Regions from separate parts of the Sus scrofa genome. Here region 2 is linked to region 1. Evidence: chromatin contacts called from public promoter capture Hi-C data. All regions are on one chromosome and are shown on one strand. Each heading gives the region's core, a stretch centred on a gene start, on an enhancer-like site or on the middle of the called end of the contact. The rest is flanking DNA. Distances are from core to core; before and after follow the strand shown.

Region 1 (6,937 bases), core at 530-3,029:
CCACGGAATTTCACCTTATCCCCAGAAGAAATGCTATCTCCCTGACACAATCCACATGTTCCATCCTTAGAAAATCGCATTGGCACTGGAGAAGAAAAAAACAAATTTCAAAAAATCCCCCAAACAACCAAAGCAGGACAGAAGCTTTACTTCTGCAAAGGTTGCTGCCAACACAGGAAGTGTTTAAAAATACTAGCCCAATGGACAACAATGGAAAGGCTGCACCAGCCTTTCCAAAGTGCTAACTGCTTCGGAGAGGGGACGAACTGACCGCATTTAGACACAATGATCATTTCTCACCCAATTCAACATGTCTTCATTTTCAGAAAGCGCAGCTTAGTAATCAATTTTGAGTAGAAAAAAATAAAGAAAAGAAAAATGACATTCCACAGCTCTAGCCTCACGACAGGCAGTGTCCAGGGCACGAGGTTCCGAGCAGCGTCGACTCCACTTACCTTCATTTTTACTGGTGATCTGTGGGGTTCCAGCTCAACGAGCTATCTTCTCTACCGCTGGAACCAAGGGGAGGGGAAAGACGAGCACAGAATCAGTCAACAGAGGGGAGCGACTCGGGGAAAGAAAGTAAACAAACGCCTGCGGGGAGGGGCAGAACCCTCACCAGGGAGGGCGAAAGAGCCCCTCCGAGGGCAGCCAGGACGCAGGAGCCGGAGGGGCGGCGAGAACCCCACGGGCGCCAAAGGGCAGCGGTTCCGCCTCAGAGTTCGCCAGCGGCCCACCGCGCCCCCGCCTCGCTCGCCACTTTGACCCGGAATGCTCAACTCAGAGCCCCAGGACGGCACGCTCCGGAGAAGGGCAGGGCGCCGTTGGGGCTTCCCCAGGTCCCCTGCAGGCGCGGTCGCCGAGCCTCCTCCCGGCCGCCCCCGGATACCCCGACTTCGGCCCGCGCCCCGCCTCCGCAGCTCGGCCCCCTCGGCCCGCCCCGGGCCCGCGGTGGCGGCAGCGGAGTGTCACGGCGCCATTGCTCTCCTTCCTCCGCTCTGCACCATGTCAGGAAGGAGAAGCGCTTCTTCACCCCAAGGGGCAGGGGCCGCGGCCTTCAGCTTGGAGGCGCGCGAGGAAGGGAAGACCCGCGAGGGGGAGGGGGCTGGGGGGGCGGAGAGGAGGAGGGGAGGTGGCCCGGACAGGGTGTGGGAGGGGAGGGGAGCCGAACGGCAGCAGCCGCCGCCTCCTCCCCGCGCCCGCCTCAACTTTTTGTACAGCCCAGAGCGGTACCAGCCCCCAGCCCCTCGGGTCCTGCCACGGACTCCAGGGGGGAGGACGCGCCGCGGAGTTAGAGGCCGGCTCCCCCAAGCAGCCAGCTTCTCGCCGCGCGGAAGCAAACTTAGCGGCGCGGCCAGCCCCACAGCCATTTTCCCGGGGAACCCGGGGAAGCGGCCGGGGAGGCAGCTGCAGCGGCTGTTCCTGCAGTTGCTGCCGCTGCTCCACGAACTGCCCCTTCTCCTGCGCTTGTCGCCCCGCTTGCCAAGCATCCCCCTCCCCACCTCCAAAGCTTCCAACTGTACCGGGACCCCGGGCAGCAGCACCAGCTGCTAGTACCGCTTCGTCCATTCAGTATCGCCCGCTTCCCTTCTCCCCACCTACCAACTGAGGGTGAAGTGGGCGCTGTCAGCTCCCGAGTCCTCCGCCCCACTGACCCCCGTGGGCCCCCGTCCGGGCAGCACCACTCTCGGCCGCCGCGGCAGTTCCTGCGCCCGGTTCCCTACTCGCCCGATTTACTGCCACAATCCACCAAATAACAAGCTGTTGAGCAGTCTCGCTTCTACACGAACTCCTATTGGCTGCTCATGACGCCGAAGAGTTTCGGATTGGAGCTCGCTACCTGCCGTCCTCATTGGATGTAGCTCTGAAACTTCCCGGATTGGTGCGAAAAATAGCAGGTAGGACATCTTCCACTTATGATTGGCTGTCTCCGAAGACTAACGTTACTGGAGAATCAGGTATTGAGTTAGTAAATCCTGAGAAATGATTGGTAAAGAGGACTCCGGATGTGCTTGACTGAGCACTGATTGGTCAATTGGGGGGGTCAGGAAGAGCAGTTCGGCACGAGGATTGGCGGTGGGGTGTCCCATGGAAACCGAACCCGGCGCTGCGCCCAGGACTTGCACGGGGGCGGGGCAGGTCTTTCCAAGACGCCTGCGCCGAACCAGCTTGTCGGCGCCATTTTGTCTGGGCAGCGGTGGCTGCAGCTCTATCGCTTTTTATGTTTCTGGCCAGACGAGAGCGGATTCTTTAGTCTGTAGATTCGTTTTTCTGCGGCACCCATCCACCGTTCTCTCCAGGACAAAACCTAGTGAACGTTGGAAGAGTCGCGATCTGCCGGAAAGGTCAGTTCGAAGCTGTGGTTGTCCGGTGGGCTGGGGGATGGCGCAGCATTGGAGGCACCGGCACCGGAAGTGAGGGGGCCGCGCGGCAGCCATGGCCGGGTATGTTCTCCCTGCGGCGGGGAGGGGAGCCGGGAGGCGGGTTGAGAGGGGGCGAGGCTTCCTCTCCCGCTGCCAAAGAGAAAGAGGCGGAGGAGACGAGCTGGTCTTTTTTTCCTGGCCGATCCTTTGGGCTCCTCTTCTCTGGGAGCAGTACTTCCCTTCTTTGGAAGTGGGTTTCGGCAGCTTGTCATACTCTGTGATCGAGTGTCACCAGTTATAGGCTCCTTTTTCAGGAAGACGGGGAAGGTAAGGTTCTTAGACCCTCCCTACCTGGGGAGAGGTGTTTCCGCGTGCTCCTCCCGCGATGAGGCAATAAGGAAACTGGGTTTGGGGCGCTGAGGAATTCTCTTGGCAGCAGCCCTGCTACTTTAGACGTGCAGCTGTGCCACCCTTCTGGAGCCTTATACTACTTTGGGGGAGGAAATACAGGGACTGAAAACTCCTGACCTAACCCTTATCATCACTCCTTAGAGGAAAGGTCCTCCCCGGTAGGACTTTGTTCAAGGCAGCCGTTGAGCTTGTTGTGATCTTGTGTTGTTTTCAATAGAACAAAATTACATTTGAAATTGTGGAAATAAAGTATTAATTAGCAAGTTGAGTTAAAGAATGAAATAATTAAATATGTAAAAATCAATGGTAGTCCACATTGACTACATTTACTCGTTAGGAGAATATCTTAATTGAGTCAATTTTTCATTCACAATAGTGCCTTTTCTTAGAATTACTAGAAAAGTAATTTCTTAGTTAAAATAAATGCATGTTAGTTTTTCTATCGAATGACCTTGTCACACTGATCTAAATAACTGCATAAAATTATCTTCATAATATTCTTGATTTGAACCCTCTTATTCATGGGGCTCCAGACTAGAAAATGATTGAATGATTTAATAATTTATTGAGATTTTTTTTTTGGCAGTTGGTCAGAAGAAAACAGGACAGTTCAGTGACAAATACCCGAAAGTATTACTGAGGTGAGCCTGCCTGAAAAAGTTTTTCTGTGGACCAGTAAGTAGAACCATAAATAGCAAAATGAAAAAATGGTAGTTGAAAAGTGTTTGTTTGGTCAAAGGTTCAAATAAGTCTGTATAACTAGCTTCCTGATGTGATACTTTAGAATGAAGTCCCCAGATTAGGACATACTTATGAGTCTGTTTACTCAATTATGCCTTTCCCATTTCTGGATTTTTTAAGTGCTTCATATTTTTATCAAGAAACAGTGTGAACATTTTCATGATTTTTTTCCTCCATATTTAAAATTTTGGCATATAGAAAAGATATTTCAGTAAGAGTTGAGAAGTGATTTTTTTTTTTTTTTTGGTAAAGAAATTATAAAACATATAAAACTGCTCAACTTCCCCTGGGGGTAATCACCTATAATTCCACTACCTAACTTAAGACTGTTATTATCTGATCCAAATAACACATGTTACTGGGCATTTGGAAATTCCCAAAAAGCCAAAAGAAGAAAAAAAAAATTTCTTGTATTGCTGCCACCAAAAGGTGTATACTGTATGTTTATCTTTTTTTTTTTTTTTTTTTGTCTTTTTGCTATTTCTTTGGGCCGCTCCCGTGGCATATGGAGGTTCCCAGGCTAGGGGTCAAATTGGAACTGTAGCCCCCATCCTACGCCAGAGCCACAGCAACGCTGGATCCGAGCGGCGTCTGCATCCTACACCACAGCTCGCGGCAATGCCGGATCGTTAACCCACTGAGCAAGGGCAGGGACCGAACCCGCAACCTCATGGTTCCTAGTCGGATTCGTTAACCACGAACTCTCCGTTCCATATGCTGTGGGTGCAGCCATGAATTAAAAAAAAAAAAAAAGATCATGTCTTAGGAATAAATGAAAGAGAATTAATTTTAATAGAATTGTGCTTTGTAATGTGTTTGAGCCCAAACTAGTAGAATAGTGATTGTACAATATTAAAATTTTTAGTGAATGTTTTTATGAAGAAAGCTGTTTTGAAAGAAGAATGTTTTATTTATTCGGTAAAGGGTTCAAATGAGGCAGTTAGCTTCCTGACATGATATTTTAGACAAATCTCAAAATTAGAACATCTCTGAGTTTTTTTTACCCATTTGTGGTTCCTAGTTCTAGATTTTTAATCACCCAGCATCACTGTAAACACTTTCATGGTTTTGTTTTTTTAAACTCAAGGTAAAATACTTGTCATCTAGAGATTTCATCAGGAAAAATGTTCAGAGGTGAAGCAAAACAGGAGTTCTTGTTGTGGTGCAGTGGAAACACACCTGACTACTATCCATGAGGATGCGGGTTCAGTCCCTGGCCTTGCTTAGTGGGTTAAGGATCTGGTGTTGCCATGAGCTATGGTGTAGGTCACAGACAAGGTTCAGATCCACCATTGCTGTTGCTGTGGTGTAGGCCAGCAGCTGCAACTTGGATTCGACCCCTAGCCTGGGAACTTCTATATGCTGCAAATGCAGCCCTAAAAAGAAAAAAAAAGAAGTGAAGCAAAACAGTCTGTTCTGAGTGTGTGGGTTATGTAAAAAACTCAAAAGTAAGAAAAGTCTTTGTCTTCTAGAGTAAGCCTTATTTCGAGGAAACATGAAGGAAAGTGTTCCAGATTTTAAAAGACCTGGATCAGCTATCTGTTGAAAATTCTATTTCTGGTATGCAGTTTTACTTAACTATTCATTAGTAATCAAGATTGGCCATGTTACTATTATATGTTTGCTTTTGAAAAATGATAGGATTTGTTCCACTGTGAAGTTATTTCTGTAAATGTCTGTATGTTGAAAAGTGGAACATTGTTTTGTTGAATGTAGCTGCTTTCCTAATGATTTTGTTAAATTTTTTTGGAAAGTTAAATGATTTGCTTATTAGCACCCTTTGCTATTTCTACATTGTCTTGTGCCCTAGATATCAGTGCGTATTTTATGACCATTCATAGACACTGAGTTTCTTTCATATATGATGCAAACAAGAGCATATGTTAGAATTTGGATTCAAGTCATCTAGGTTACTTTGTAGCATTCCTTCCTGGCAAGGACCTGTGCTCCAGGAGCTTACTATCAGTAAAGGGAAGACCGTAATTAAATATGTGGAAGTTAATATAGTTACTTCGAAAGGTTTGGTCAGTTTAGATTAATTGAACTTTTTAAAGTTAAATCATGGCTCCCTACAAAAATTGATTTGTCAAAAGATCAGTACACAGTTAGCTCTAATTGTTTTTAAAAACACAAATTGTGTTGTAGTACCAACAAAAAGCCATCATTTGTTGAGCCATCATTGAAGGCTTTTCAAGGTTAGTGGTATGTAGTATGTAAAATTAGAAGAAGGGAAGTCATTCTAAGTGAATGGAGATTGTGAGCAAGGATGCAGTTACGTAAGAAAAGCTATGTTTGGGACAGTGAGTAAACCAATTTGGAGAGGATGACTGATTAAAAATTACATTGGGAAAACTGTGAAGCCAGTTGGTCAAGGTTTCTAGAATTAGCTGCATATCAGAATTGTATGGGGTGCTAGTCCTTTATAGATTTAGGAACATCTAAAAGGCCTTAAAAGCTGGGATGTGGCAGAAAACAAAGATTGTATTTTGTTTTGTATTATTTTCAAACTTTACAGATCAAAGTGGACTTCACCATTCACTTCTAATCCCACCCTATCATTAGATTTTTTAAATGGCCTTCTTCCTGTCTGTATATATATTCTGTCTTTAGACTTAGGGAAGTTTTTATTTTCTTTGTTCCGTAACATAGTAATAGGCATTCATTGTCCTGCATGGTCTTCACAATGATGTTAATGTCTGAAAACATTCCATCAAAGTGTTTTATCTTTAACCTCATATTTCTATTCCTCGACCATTTAGGTTTCTAGCTCTTAAATACTGTAGTTATCATCTATGTTCATACAGTATTTTCTGTTTTTTGCACTGTTCTTGTAGGATTGATTTAAAAGGTCACCATATGGGGAGTTCCCATCATGGTTCAGCAGAAATGAATCTGACTAGAATCCAAGAGGATGCAGGTTCAATCCCTATCCTCAGTTCAGTGGATTAAGAGTCTGGCATTGCTGTAACCTGTGGTGTAGGTCACGGATGTGGCTAGTATCTGGTGTTGCTTTGGTTGTGGTGTAGGCCAGCAGCTACAGCTCCTATTTGACCCATAGCCTGGGAACTCCATTAGCCAGGAACTTTTTTGCCTAAAAAGACAAAAAAAGGAAAGAAAAAAAAAAGGGGGTCATTGTATGAACATTTTTATGACTCTTAAAACATTGCCATGTTGTTTTCCAAAAGATATAATTTACCCTGTCACCTTTCCTGTGAATTTAGCTACCAGCATCAAGTAGTCTGTAACTATAATCATTTGCTAAGTTAAAATATGTTGAATTTTCTTTCTCTTTGTAGCATTTTTGTTGTTAACTGTGAAGCGGGCTGTCTTTCCATAATTTCACTTTCTGATTCTTATTTGTAGACAAGTTGTCTATTCAAGACTTCTCTCCATTTATGTGTTAAGAGTTTTGATATTTTATT
Region 2 (7,255 bases), core at 1,475-3,974, 120 kb before region 1:
GTAGGCTGCAGACTTGGCTCAGATCCAGCATTGCTATGGCTGTGGTGTAGGCTGGCAGCTGCAGCTCCGATTCAACCCCTAGCCTGAAAACTTCCATATGCCATGGATGCAGCTCTAAAAAGCAAAAAAAAAAAAAAAAAAAAAAAACCAAAAACACAACACACACAAAAGACTTCAGAATAGTCTAAATAATATATTTTTCACACCTGACTTTTTAAAAATTATTTTGTTACAATTCCTTTACCTTTACCTAACAGTATGTAAAAACATTTCTTTGGTAAGTGAAATTAAAATAAAAACAAGGCCTGTGGCTAATGAAACAAAGTTTTTAAAAAAATTTTTGACAATACTTAAAATTTTAACATAATTTTGCTGGGAGTTCCCGTCATGGCTCAGTGGTTGACGAATCTGACTAGGAACCATGAGGTTGCGGGTTCGGTCCCTGCCCTTGCTGAGTGGGTTAAGGATCCGGCGCTGCCGTGAGCTGTGGTGTAGGTTGCAGACACAGCTCAGATCCTGCATTGTTGTAGCTCTGGTGTAGGCCGGTGGCTACAGTTCCAATTAGACCCCTAGCCTGGGAACATCCATATGCCGCCAGAGTGGCCCTAGAAAAGGCAAAAAGACAAAAAAAAAAAAAAAAAAAAAAAAAAAAAAAGGAATTATTTTGCTTACATTTTCTGACACAGTGGAATTTTCTAATGGAGGCTGCTGACAATTTCTGACAGAAGTTAAGTCTGATGAACCTAATAAAATAAAGGAATCAATTTTAGTGATTTTTAAATCAGAATATTACTGTTAGAAGCTGTACAGGCATGATTCAAGAACTATAAACTTCATGCAAGACTTAAACTAGAAGCCATTTTTCATGCAAAAATCTTAAAATGTACATTAATATATCTTTAAGGTTTGTTTTTACATCAATATTCTGGAAAATAGGGCAGAACTGACAAGTGAGATAAGTATAAAATGGTATAAGATAGATCATTACACTATTGGATTTGGACAAACTATGGGTACAATCATTTGCCAGGAATAAAACATGCACATAATATAAAAGTCTGATTTAACGGCAGGCTTATGTCATGCTGTACCTCCAAAAAGCAGCATTATAAAAGCTGCATTTTTATTTTTTGGTTTTGCACATACATTGATTTGATTACCAGTAAAGCAAAAGATATCTTCACCTTCAGCAAGCTCCAGACAAGTTAAGTGAATTGGAACATGGAAGCCATCAAAAAGCAGAAATTGTGCTTTTCTGCTCTGCTAAACTTGATATCATGATCCAAACAGAAGGGAAAAAGTAAGCCCTATTGGTGAAAAGTAAGCACATCACTCTAAGTGTGTTCACCACAGATGTGAACAAGAACAGTGTGCAAAAAAAAAGTGGAGAAAAAATACAAAATGTTTTATTCATCCCGTCTATTCAATATTATTCTAGGTAGACTGTCTGTGCCTGTCATTTTCCCAGGGAAAGGGGTCACTTTTCAAACCACTGTACAAACTAGACCGATCTTATGTTTAAGAATTTAAACATTAAAAACCCTCTGAATTTTGAAATACAAAACAACGAAATGAAAATAAAGACTAAAGAGATACAAAAGTTGAAAACTATTTAGAATCACATACCAGGTAAGGTTCCATTCGAGCTCTTCCCTGTTCTAACAGGAAGACATTTATTTGCAGATAATACTGGAGGAACACAGGACAACTTATCTTTCAGCAAAGCCAAATTATCTCCTTGACTTGAAGAAACTACCTCACGAAGTCTCCTCGCTGGTATTTTCACCTTTTTTTTCTTTTCCAGGCTAAACTCAGAGCCTTTCATGTTACTTGTTACAAAACTAGTTTCACAGTTCCGAACAGATTTTCTTCTGGGTCCATAAAACTTCAGAACAAACTTTTCACTGCTTTCAGGGCTTGGGGGTCAAGGGTAGGGGAGAAGAAATGAGGGAGAGAATAGGATGAAAAATGTGAATTTCAAGGGATTTTGAAACATGCAATCATCAACTTTTAAACAAAACAATGTCTAAACAGACAATCTACAAAGCTAGAAATTTCAATTTGGTATTTAATCCTGGATTAGAGATGACTAGAACATATTTACCCATTAATCGCACTCAGTCTATCAATGCACCATGCCAAATGAATCTAAGTGAGGATGACAAGAGAATGGCCGCATAAGCAATAAGAACAACACAGACCACTCCCAAAGGTGCAAACCGAGAGACGTGTAGGCGGAGTTAAAATGTGATAAGTGGGAGTCAAGCAGGTAAAACTGAAATGCTATTTTTTCCAAAATAACCCACATAAGAAGCTTAATAGCTTTCTTCAGCAAAAGAGTCTTACACACCCCTCCAGAAGCAACCAACAGACACCTAAATTCACCCCTCTGCGTCTCCCGAACGCTCAGCAACTGCGGGGCCACAGGTCCATTCTGACGAGAGCTGCAGTTGCCCGCGGGTCAACACCCACCTCCCTTTAAACCCGCCCTTGAGACACAACACGCCTGCGCGCCTTTAAAAAAACCGTCCAAAACATCCAACCAAAAGGCTAAACGCGCTCCGGTGCTCATCCGTCCCTCTCCGGGTGGAAACAAACTCCCAACATAAAAGGCTTAAAGCGGGTATGAATTTGTTTTGTTTTATTAAAAGCAGCACACCGCCCCACAAGACTTAAACACTGAATAACACCCAAGAGAAAGAGTCATCCGAAACCCGCAGAGCTCCGGACCTAGCTAAGTAATATCACTCTCGTTTATTAGGGACAGTTTACAGTGTAGCTCCAGGAGACCGTTAGAGAGCGGGATTAAGTAAATTAGTTTTATAAAGAACTTCGACAGATTCGTGTTAATATTGGCGAGAAAGTCAGAAATTGAGAATTTGTCTAAGCAATCAAAAAAATCAATTCTCAGGAGATTTTAAAATTCACTTATGATATCGGCTTTTCCCTCTAGCGTTTCCGGCATTATAACGAATCAGCGACGAAAGGTATAAGAGTTATTTGACATCGCCATTCCCACGTGTTCTCTTTCATCCAGCGGCTGCGGCGCCCGCCCTGACCCCGACCCTCCGCCCCCAGACTCGACTGGCAGCGCAACCCCCCAGCCTCGTTCTGGTGTCGTGTGCGAGAGCCTGTGCTCAAGTATGGTCTCTTTTCTCTGCCCACAGAGTCCCGGGTTCCCAGGCGGGGGGGCGGCAGGCTATGCTCCGGAAAGGCGACAGGGTCTCTGAAGGAGGCCGCCGCGTGTACTTGGGACCTTGGGGGAGGGGGGGTGCTGCTGAGCCTGGCAGTGCATCTCCTGAGCGGGTGTGGGACCTGCCTCCAAATCCAGCGTCACTGGGGCTAGGGTCGGAATTCAAGGCCCTGAGCCACCTTCAACCCGAGTTTGGGGAGTCGGGTGGTCTTGTCTTGGGATAGTGAATTAGTCTGTAAGCCGTGACCTTGAGCCGAAAAAAAAATTCTCTCTAGACAGAATACCAGGGCCAACACACCTCATCTCATCTGCTAATTTTTGAGGATGCATTACTTAAACGTTTCCTTTTATGCATTACTAAAGGCTTTTTAAAAGACTAATCAAAAAATGTAATCTGATGAAAAGTTAAGTAACAAATTTTATTCTTAGATCTCAGCTGCCTACTTTGAAAAAAGTAGTCTTAGAATTAAAAGGGACCTTAAGGGCTCAGCCTTGGAGAACCCTTTAAATCTTAATGAGTTTCTGTAATTAATTTCAGTTACATTTCCTTCATTATCAGGCTTTCAGGTGGTACCTATTTGTTCACAGCTTGTTTTATAATTTACATGTATTAAAAGGAAAATGATAGTGTCAGTTGTAAGAGACTTTGGAGATGATTTATCTCCCTTATTCTCTAGATGAAACTTGGGTGTGAAATAAAGTTATCTTTCCCTTCTCTAAAGTGTGCTCATAGGTGTAGAAACTCATTAAGATGACTTGAATAAATGAGTTGATCTGGATCTTAAAACCTCTTAATATAAGAGCAGGGGTTTAAACCCAAGTAGTCTTGCCCCCATCTAGTCCAGTGCTCATAGGCTCATCCTTTAGGCCTTGAGGATCTAGTCCAGTGCCCATAGTCCCATCCTTTGTCCTTGAAGCCATTCTTTAAACCAGAGGGTAGTATGTGGTAATCCTTCAAAAATTTTTTTTGCTCTGATTAATAGTAAGATGAATTAGGGTTGCCAGTTAAATCATGCACAATTTCCTAAACCTGCTGCAAATAACCTAAAGTAAAAGGACATGCACTGCTGTGTCATGAGTCACTTCTGTGGCACAGGTTTGATCCCTGGCCCAGGAATTTCCACATGCCGCTCATGTGGCCAAAAACAAATACATAAATAATTAAAAAGTAAAGGGACATGCGATGTTCTACATCAATCTGACAAATTAGTTCAGATCAGTTTAGACATCTGACCTAACAAAGAACAAATAGCCCTAGAACAAAAAACATGGTTCACAAGATTGTTTCATCTCTCTTTTGTTAACATTTTTACTTGTTTGCTTTCTCTTTCCCACTCTCATGTCTCTATATATACATAAATAGACAAACAGTTGGAGGTTTTTTTGCTGAACCATTTACAAGTTGCAGACATCACCTTCAACACTAATTTCTTCAGCATGTATCTCCTTAAGTATATACTATTACATAGCCACAGTGTGACTTATCACACCTAAGTAGATAACATATTCATATTTCTTCACTTATCCCAAAAATGTCTTTAATTTTAACTCAAAAATGTTTTGATTCATAATCCAATCAAACTTCAACAACTATGTTATCATAATTTTTAGTCTTGTAATCTAGAATAGCCTTTATCTGGGTTGTTGTTTTTTTTTTTTTTTTTTTTTCTGGCTTTTTAGGGCCACACCCAAGGCATATGGAGGTTCCCAGGCTAGGGGTCAAATCAGAGCTACAGCTGCCGGTCTACGCCACAGCCACAGCAACACACGGGATTTGAGCCGAATCTGTGACCTACACCACAGCTCATGGCAATGCCGGTCCTTAACCCACTGAGCGAGGCCAGGGATCAAACCTGCATCCTCATGGATGCTAGTCAGGTTCGTTAGCTTCTGAGCCATGAAGGGAACTCCACTGTTTTCTTTATGACTTCAGTTTTTAGAAAAGACCAGTCTAGTTATTGTACAAATTGCCCCACAATGTGGATGTTCCTAATTATTCCCTCATGATCAGAGTCACATCAAACATTTTTGGCAAGAATACCACATAGGTGGTACCACTTCGGTTAAGGTGGTGACTGACAGATCTTCCCAATGTAAAGAGATCTTTTTGCAATAAATAACCTGTGTTCAGTGCTTTGAGACAATGGATATATCCTGTTCCCCAACAACCTATGACCCAGTAGATTTATCATCCATTCATGACCCTTGCCTGAATCACAAGATTACCAATTACCAGTACTAGTCATGCTAAAATCAGAATCAATTTTGGTGGCCAAAGACATCAGAAGAATCAATTCTTGAAAACTAAATCTGAACAGAATTAGAAATTTGGCTCCAGATCTGGTACAAATCTGTATGATTCTAAAAAATGGAGGGTATTCTCTGACACCCCCCCCCGCCCCCGCCCCATCACATCCTGATTAGTTTAAAATTTTTTTAATGCTCAGATATTTCTGAGAATTGTTTGTCCTTGAGTGTTCACCAAAACATAGGCACATTACCTAGAAAGATAAGGATATTAAGTTATGAAGTATTTTTAATACATAAGCAACACATGCCACAGAATTGTAACCTCAGAATAGACTGAAGGAACTAATTTCACTTATTGAAAAGAGGTTTTCAAAACATGATTTGGCCAGCAGAGGTTTAGATTTCCTCAAATAAACTTTAAGGGGTCTTAGCAGTCATATTATAATCCCCACATTTTTCAGGTAAGAAATCGGGCCTCACTGGAAAAAACACTGAAGCAAAGGTTCGACAACTACTTTTCCAGAACAGAAAGGAAACTCATGCATCAGAAAAGGTTTGAGTTTGATGACTAACATCTCTGCTTACTCTTTTTTTTATGATGATTTTTATTTTTTTCCATTACAGCTGGTTTATCTCTTTACTCTTAAGTTCCCTGGTTTTATGAAAGATTGTGTCTGATGCAAAAATTACCTAGCATTGCTGTAATCATTTTTAAGACTCAAAACAGAGATTCCAAAACTCTCTATCTCATGCCTCCCTCTCCAGGTTTCAGAAATATAACCAGAAGGTATCCCCCGATTGGATATTTGCCTCTGTAATAACAAACATTTGTTTGTAATATGTGGAAATTAGGATCAAATAAAAGGGCAGTCACATTGCTTCTTCCTGTTCTTACTATCCGGTAGTTTGTTAGTCAGCATAACTAATGATTAAATAACTGCAAAATAGAATGCTGGAAGACTTAGAAGACCCAAACTAGCAAGTAAATTTGAAAATCACTTATCCAGTCATCTTCAATATTTTCTAGGAATGACTGCCTACAATTAAGTATACCATGATCTTGATATTGGTGGCTAATGAGAAGAGCTTTGGAGATATAGACAGACTTAAGAAAACTGCTGACTCCTAGCTCTTGAATTCAGTTAGGGGTCTGGGAAGATATTTGAAAAAAATAATCTAACTGAATGATGACTGTAGAGAAAAGGAAATCATACTGTTAATACAGTGGACTTTGAGTAGTAAAATTACTTCTTTTTATTTTCCAAATTCTCAAGAAATAGATTATATTACTCTTATGATAAACTTCATGAGGAAATATGTTGTTAAGGACTATGTATTTAAAGTGAGTTCCAAGAAAATTCATTCAGACATTTGGGGGTGCTCTTCATCCATATCCTGTCAAAGACTTAACAGTTATCCTTGGTCATTCTGAGTTGTATACCAAGGGAGAAGTGACCTAGAGTCAGCACGGTGTTACAAGTCTCTGAAACTTAAACATTTAAAGATTTCATACTTCCTGCCTCTCTGACTTCTGCTTTAAAAAGTCATATTTGTGAATTCTTACTTTATGTGAATTTTAACCTGAAGAAATACCAGGATAGGAATAGGAAAAAGAAACTAATTTGGCATTATAACTATCAAACATGTAAATTTCTAAGGTTTTGTACCAAAGGAAATTAGGTCTTTCTTTTTTGGTGAGACTTGTAAAAAATCCAGTTTGTTGCATGTTCTCTTGTACAGCAAGTACAGCTTAGCAATTCAGAAGACTCAGGGTCTTTGGCTAACCTTTTGTACCTTCACCTAGATGCCTCT

What was found. Promoter capture Hi-C pulls out the DNA fragments that hold promoters and counts their contacts.
Region 2: a contact with region 1 is called in a promoter capture Hi-C map of liver, with 2.7 times the contacts expected there. The contact joins the promoter of TIMM9 here to the promoter of ARID4A in region 1. A contact is called at or near these places in 1 of 5 promoter capture datasets (liver) and 1 of 47 Hi-C or Micro-C datasets (heart right ventricle).

Annotation. Positions count from the first base shown.
Region 1 is chr1:187,380,196-187,387,132 of Sscrofa11.1, reverse strand. ARID4A (AT-rich interaction domain 4A) reads right to left here and starts at 1,779. Exons shown (of 24, transcript NM_001244179.1): 1 at 1,599-1,779; 2 at 456-512. The coding sequence starts at 461. It overlaps LOC102165044 (a long non-coding RNA gene), which reads left to right and starts at 2,117. Exons shown (of 4, transcript XR_301235.3): 1 at 2,117-2,345; 2 at 3,361-3,415; 3 at 4,988-5,075.
Region 2 is chr1:187,499,921-187,507,175 of Sscrofa11.1, reverse strand. TIMM9 (mitochondrial import inner membrane translocase subunit Tim9) reads left to right here and starts at 2,724. Exons shown (of 6, transcript XR_002347100.1): 1 at 2,724-2,738; 2 at 2,954-3,141; 3 at 5,905-5,996. KIAA0586 (protein TALPID3) reads right to left here and starts at 2,482. Exons shown (of 33, transcript XM_021102647.1): 1 at 2,386-2,482; 2 at 1,627-1,916; 3 at 673-743. The coding sequence starts at 1,825.